Regions from separate parts of the Phocoena phocoena genome. Here region 2 is linked to region 1. The links are chromatin contacts, called in public Hi-C maps. All regions are on one chromosome and are shown on one strand. Each heading gives the region's core, a stretch centred on a gene start, on an enhancer-like site or on the middle of the called end of the contact. The rest is flanking DNA. Distances are from core to core; before and after follow the strand shown.

The links. Hi-C and Micro-C count contacts between places; a contact is called where the count stands out from the background.
Region 2: a contact with region 1 is called in a Hi-C map of lung, with 12 times the contacts expected there. The contact joins the promoter of NEMF here to the promoter of VCPKMT in region 1. A contact is called at or near these places in 2 of 2 Hi-C or Micro-C datasets (kidney and lung).

The regions. Positions count from the first base shown.
Region 1 is chr2:49,899,673-49,903,193 of mPhoPho1.1, forward strand. VCPKMT (valosin containing protein lysine methyltransferase) reads left to right here and starts at 1,509. Exons shown (of 6, transcript XM_065872298.1): 1 at 1,509-1,783; 2 at 1,880-1,990; 3 at 2,167-2,239; 4 at 3,093-3,212. The coding sequence starts at 1,518.
Region 2 is chr2:50,114,475-50,117,995 of mPhoPho1.1, forward strand. NEMF (nuclear export mediator factor) reads left to right here and starts at 1,646. Exons shown (of 33, transcript XM_065900852.1): 1 at 1,646-1,967; 2 at 2,813-2,881; 3 at 2,998-3,100. The coding sequence starts at 1,909.

The DNA.
Region 1 (3,521 bases), core at 259-2,758:
TGCATTTGTGGAATTTTTCAAATTTGAGTAACAGATGACTTTTTAAGGCAGTGAATTTATACACATATAGGGGGTGTGTGGTGATACTGAGTTTTAAGCCTCTTTGACCATCTTCTAGTTTTTACATTTAGGAAGATCGTGAATAACACCCACTGTTCTAAAACTCTTTAATGCCATGTCTTAAAAGCCAGAATTTGCTGCTGAAGACAAAAGTGAAAAATAGAATGAAAATAATAGAATGCACTGTTTATTGTTTTGTCGAAATGTAAACAGACTACCTAACCCAATCATAGAGGAAAAAAGGGCATATATCTTATACAGATGTGCCTTTTTGTTTTTGGAGACTATGGTGTCTTTAGCTAACGAGTTGCCTATTATTTTGGAAAACAAAGTTAATATGCCATACATGTACAGTTTTGTTTATATTGTACATTTAAAGATAATGCTAATAACCTATATAAATTTATGTGACTCAAGGCCTATAATACAGTCTGCTACTTTACTAATTCATAAAGCTGGAGGATAAGTTTCTTATGGCATAGGAACCAACTTTATTGCCTTCAAAACCAAGTAACTTTCTCTATAAATCTCGTGTTAACTAAAAATTTTTAAAGTATTTTTTTAGATTGGTAATATTTAAACCAGCAGACACTTAAAGCTTTATTAAACTTTTTAATCAGAGACGTGATTAAAACTTTTATTTGCCATTTGTACTCCTTCGTTCTAAGTGATGAAAAAGCGTGTTTTCCTCTTAATGCCATAGCAGCAGTTGTAAAGTAGCCAAAAGCCACATTGTTTATTTACTGGTCTGTGGCCTTTTACTGTGCTTTGTATCAGAGTTCCTAACAAGATTAATAAATCACCCCAGTCTTAATTTTTAAAAGACGTTTAAAATATGTGTTTTCATTATAAGGAACAAGGGGGTAAGATTGTTGAGTTCTGTAGAAGTAATATATACACACATTTTCAATAATTTGTGCAATTTAAGTTCCATAATCCCAAAGAATTTAAGTGATGTAAACTTCAGAGGGATAACTTTTTCTTCAGCGTTAAACGCAGTCACAAGCTTCTTGCAACCATTTTTACGCATTCTGAAGAAAAATTAGGAGCATGTTAGGAATTCTCTGTAAGCAGGATTATAGCCATCCTTGGTAGGATCTTGGAAGCTGCCTTGATTTAAGGCCAGTAATAAGAACAAAAAAAACAGTGTGAATCAACCTCCGACTAGATAAAAACACTCAGGTTGGCTTTGTCCGGAAAAGTAATTTTAACTGCCCGTTCGTCGAGGCCGACTTGTAATTTAGGGGAGAACGAGGCGGTTCCGCGCGCAGGGTAAGCCTTGGCCTGCGGCTGCGCCACGCCGGTGGAACGCCGCGTTCCGGTCTTTGTGCCTTCGCGCACGCGCAGTGGCGCCAACTCCGCCTCCTGGAGGCGCCGGGCCCCTTGTAAGGCGGGGCCCGGGGCGGTCTTGTGGGTGTGACGTCACTGCGCTCGACACTCAGTGTTGCCGGGCGGCGATGGCGGCTCCCCTGGAGTCCTCCGGGGAGGAGCAACTGCGGAACTTTGTGCGAGTTTTGGAGAAGCGAGATGGCACGGTGTTACGACTACAGCAGTACGGCTCCGGCGGCGTGGGTTGCGTTGTTTGGGACGCTGCCATCGTCCTTTCTAAATACCTGGAAACGCCCGGGTTTTCCGGCGATGGGGCCCACGCGCTGAGCCGGCGGTCGGTGCTGGAGCTGGGCTCTGGCACCGGGGCCGTGGGGCTCATGGCTGCTACCCTCGGGTAAGAGCTTGGCGGGAGGGGACGCCGCTTTTCGGGAAACCCCGGTTACTGGCTTCCCATCCTTGTGCCTACACCTCAGTCACCGTTATTTTATAGGGCAGATGTCATAGTCACCGACCTAGAGGAATTGCAAGACTTGCTGAAGATGAATATTAATATGAACAAGCATCTTGTCACTGGTTCTGTTCAAGCCAAGGTACTGAAATGGTTTGTATGGCCTTTCAGCTCGTTTTAAGATAACTGTAGTTTGCTTTAAATTGTGTTACACTAAAAGCATGGTTAATACGAAGGGGACTTTCTGGGTCTTGTTTGTAAAACAGGTAAAACAGGAATATTTTAAATTAGTGAAACAACAGTTTAAAATATTGGTTGACATTTTTAAGGGGGGAAGAAATAGAAGACTTTCCTTCTCCTCCAGACTACATCCTGATGGCCGACTGCATATACTATGAAGAGGTGAGTATTTAATAGTGAAGGCTCTTCCTTTAGAAGATTTAAACCGTATTTGGTGGATTCTAAAGCACGCATTTCTTCACATTTTAACATCTCTGAATGCAGGATATTTGTTCCATAATTGATGACACAGTAAAGAGAAAATAAAGGTCACCAGGAACTACATATATATACACTCATGATTAACATAAAGGCCCATGAAGCATATTGAGAGAAGTGTTATGTGCATTTTGCGAGAGGTGTCTGTAAAATTTTTAAAGGATTTTGCCATTTGGATCTCCTGTAAAAGACTAAGATTTCTTCTTTTTTTTTTTTTTTTTTTAGTCCTAGTGAATGTGTTAATCATGACATTAATAATTAAGTTGCATCGTAAAGAATTCATTGTTCTGTGGCAAGATTTATTATATTTATATAATGATTTTTTTTAGAATATCAGTTTGTGTAGTGTTGTGAGCATCACTCATTTTTTTCAATAATGAGCATTGAACCAACTTATGTTCTAGTTAGGGTTGGACTTGCTTTTGTAGGTAAATTGTTGATTGTTTAAATCCCAAGTTAAATCAGATTAAATTAAATTTTAAGAGTGCAGTCAATTTCATTTGTTTACCCATGGGGACTCCAAAATGCAATCACTTGAATCCCTTCTCTGGAGACTGAAATTAATATGATGGTTGATTAGTTAAGAAGAGTTTACTAATCATCAGTTACAGAGCTGTAGCTACGTTTACTTGTTTGGATTGATTCAAAGCTGGATGAATTGTAGGGAAATTATAATTACCCCCCCACCTCCCCTACTCCCTTTTATAGTAAACATAAATTTTTAAAAGTCATAAAAACCATATTCCTTTTTGAACAGTCTTTGGAGCCACTGTTGAAAACCCTAAAAGATCTCAGTGGATCTGAGACTTGTATTATATGTTGTTATGAACAACGAACAATGGGAAAAAATCCAGAAATCGAGAAAAAATATTTTGAGGTGAGTACTCTACTAGATCTACCTTTGTAGTGATTACCCTTCAGAGAGGCTATATGTGACTTTGTGTTAAAGTGTATTGTGGTAATTTTGAGTAGGGAAAACATTCTGCTTGTATGAACCCAAGGAGAGGATCAAGATCCTTCATAGCACACCATTCTAATAACCGCCAGCCTCCCTCCCCACCGCCTTTTTTTTTTTTTTTTTTTTTTTTTATGCGTTACGCGGGCTTCTCACTGCCGCGGCCTCTCCCGTTGCGGAGGACAGGCTCCGGACGCGCAGGCTCAGCGGCCATGGCCCACGGGCCCAGCC
Region 2 (3,521 bases), core at 396-2,895, 210 kb after region 1:
AAGATGATTTTCCCATTTCCTGTTGCCTCTTATTTTTCCCACAAGTCCTTAAGTATCCCTGGTTCAGAATTTTTTCAAAGTAGAGAAATTATTCCAAAACCCAGAAATGATAGAATTCAATAGTAAATGGTACAGTTTCTTTATCATTTTTACACTTATCTTCATCTCCTTCTCCCCCTTATGTATTTTCTTGCATTTTACTTATGATGCTCATTCTCCTTGACAGAGCAGAAGCAATGTATGGGTTAGTCAAGTGGCTGACTGTCTCAAGTATACCTTAAATTAGTATCCTGCTCCTATCTCATGGGTTTAGGGCCCTAAAGTGGGAGTTTTGATACGAAGTATTTCAGTTTTTGTTTATAAAGAAGCATCTGAGTGTTGTCCCTCTCAATGTGGAGTTTATACATGGGTTGCTTTTATGCAAAATATTTAGGCATTATTTGGGTAATGCCTTCAGAGCCAACATAAGAACCTTAGCATTGTTTATGTACAGTTAAACCTCTCGCTTTTACTGTTTGCACTACAGTCGACTTGGTTCTCAGTCTTCCCTAAACCCTCCAAATGGTTTATTCCATATTTTGAGCTATTCTGCATGATTTTCTGTGCCATATGTCGCATTAATTCTGCGCTGTACCTGCTACAGTCCCCTTAGCGTCTACAATTCTGTTTCTTCTGAAATGTCAACCGAGCTCTTTTTACTTAGAGTCGCCATCTGCTGGTGGGAATTCTGCTTGCCACTACTTGTAGCCCATAGGCTCTAGAATCCTCCTACGTCCAGATTCCTTGCCGGGCGCGGTGGCGCGCGCCTGTAGTCCCAGCTACTCGGGAGGCTGAGGCAGGAGGATCGCTTGAGTCCAGGAGTTCTGGGCTGTAGTGCGCTATGCCGATCGGGTGCCCGCACTAAGTTCGGCATCAATATGGTGACCTCCCGGGAGTGGGGGACCACCAGGTTGCCTAAGGAGGGGTGAACCGGCCCAGGTCGGAAACGGAGCAGGTCAAAACTCCCGTGCTGATCAGTAGTGGGATCGCGCCTGTGAATAGCCGCTGCACTTCAGCCTGGGCAACATAGCGAGACCCCGTCTCTTTTGAGTTCTTATCTTAAAATAGGCTTTCTTCCCACGTATATATCACAACAAAAAGTACCATGTTTACATTCTTGCACGACTGATTTCCCACTGCATCGTGAATTCCTTTGGCGGGGCAATATTGTCTTATTTTTATTTTTAATCTTACTTCACCATTACCTAGCGAAACAATTGAATATTCAGGTTGCCAAGCATTAATGGAGCCCCTATTGTATGCCAGGTACTATGCTGAGCCCAGGGGATCCCAGTACCTAGATTCGATGAGAATCCCACAATACACCACAAAATGCTCTTCGGAGAGCAAGACATCAGAATAGGAACTCCTTTTTGAGGGTTCATTTGCTTTGATCATTGAGGGTAACTGTAGGGTGTATGAAATAGTCCACTTCGTTAAATTTCAACACTGTGCACGTCAGGGAAAGGGGTCGTTGCTCCGGTACGCAGAGTCCCACCTGGGGAAATCCTCCCAGTGCGCTTCTTGTAAATTGTCTTGACCCGCAGGGGTCACTGTGGAGGCTGGCTTGAGTCCCGAAACGCAAGGGAGCAGAGTAACCGGCCTAGTCCGTAAGCTTTCCAGGAAGGAATGAAGTTTCAAGAAAATAGTTTGGATCTATTTCGAATTGTTTTGGTACAACGAAAACGGAGCTGACGACGGACTTGACAGCCGAACGCTGCACAGAAGTGACGAAAAGCAGTTCGCTTCAAGGAATATTGGGTCTTCTGCGCGGCCGTAGATCCGCCAGGTGCGCCTGCGCATAAGAGTAGCAGCGTTGAGTCAGGCCAGCAGTGGAGGAAACTGCGGTGGAGACCCTCAAGCCTCGCCATGAAAACCCGTTTCAGCACCGTTGACCTCCGCGCGGTACTCGCGGAGCTGAATGCCCGGTACTGTATGACGGGTGACCAGGCTCGTGCGGGTGGTGCAGGAGGCAGCATGGCCCCACCGTGGAAACAAGAACGGCCTTATGTTTCCCCTGGGTCCGCCTGGTCCTGTTCTTCTGTGGACCTGGCTAGGCCTGAGTGGGCGAGCGCGTGACATCTTTCCGTGGCCCTCAGGATACCGGGGGGACCCCGGCGGTCGCGTGCCCCACTCCCCGCTCTCGTGGGCTGCTAGTCTCGCCAGGTCTTGCGTCCGGCTTTGGCGGGGCTCTCGGCCTGTCGGCGTGAGTCGCCCGGGTCTGGCAGCAAACGTTTAGTAAAAGACGAGACGCCAGGTGGAGGACGCCAGTGTAGTCATTTGCTTCAGAGGTTTCCAGACCAGAGGCTTGGTTTGTTAGACGCTCCTCCTCACCGCAAAGAAAGGCAGCATCGCCTTTTTAGCCGGAGTTAACAGATTTGGCCTGAGGTCTGCATTCTAATCTGCTTTCTATTATTCAGCTGTGTGAGCTTTGTCATATTTCTCAGGGCCTCGTTTACATATTTTCTTTTATGATTAAGTGGGTTAGATTTTATTGTATTTGCTAAAATATATATTGGATCACTTAAAAGACTCAAGGCATTGTATAGTGTTCCTAGAGCTGATAGACTACTTTCGTTCTTAAATAGTTACACTCAAGGTTTGGGCTCAATGTCTGATGGCCTTCAGACTGCACACTGGTTGACTCCTGCATCTTTAGAGTCAAAGATCCCCCCTTTCACCGTCTCTCCTTTCGCCTACAGCTTTAAATTGTGTGAAGTTTTATGTTTCAAATGGTAGTATGATTTGTTACATGTTTCCTTTCTCTTTGCAGCTTGCTAGGAATGAGAGTAAACAATGTTTACGATGTGGATAATAAGACGTATCTTATTCGTCTTCAAAAGTAAGAGCATTTTATAGGCTTGTTTTATCTTTTGTATAATTAAATATGAGCTTGTTTGTTTTTTTTAACCTGAGTTAATGCTGCCCTAAAAATTTTTTGACTTTTTTCTTTTACAGACCAGACTTTAAAGCTACACTTTTACTTGAATCTGGCATACGAATTCACACGACAGAATTTGAATGGCCTAAGAATATGATGCCGTCTAGTTTTGCCATGAAGGTAAGTTTTAAGTTATACTTGAAGCTAAATTTTAAGGCCCTGAGATTGGTCACTAACAATTGAAATTATAAATGGGTTTTTCTTCACTGTTATAAATAAAATAGAGTAGTTGATAGATACTGGTTGAATAAAGGAGATGTTTATTAACTTCTCCCTTTTACCCTTCACGCCACTTTGTGCACCACATCTTTATGTTCCCACAGTTACCGTTCTAACTCAGGCTTTTATAATGCTGGACATTATAGCCATTTAACTCTAATACTCTTCTCACTCTCAAAACAATTCTGTATTAGACCGACATTGGTTTTTCTAAAGCATCATTTTCATTAGTTTTCCCACCTTTTATGATTCTCTAATTGCTGAATCCATATCCTGTACCCCAGCATTCTTGGCTTTCCGTAATCTGCCCTCCTCCCTCCTT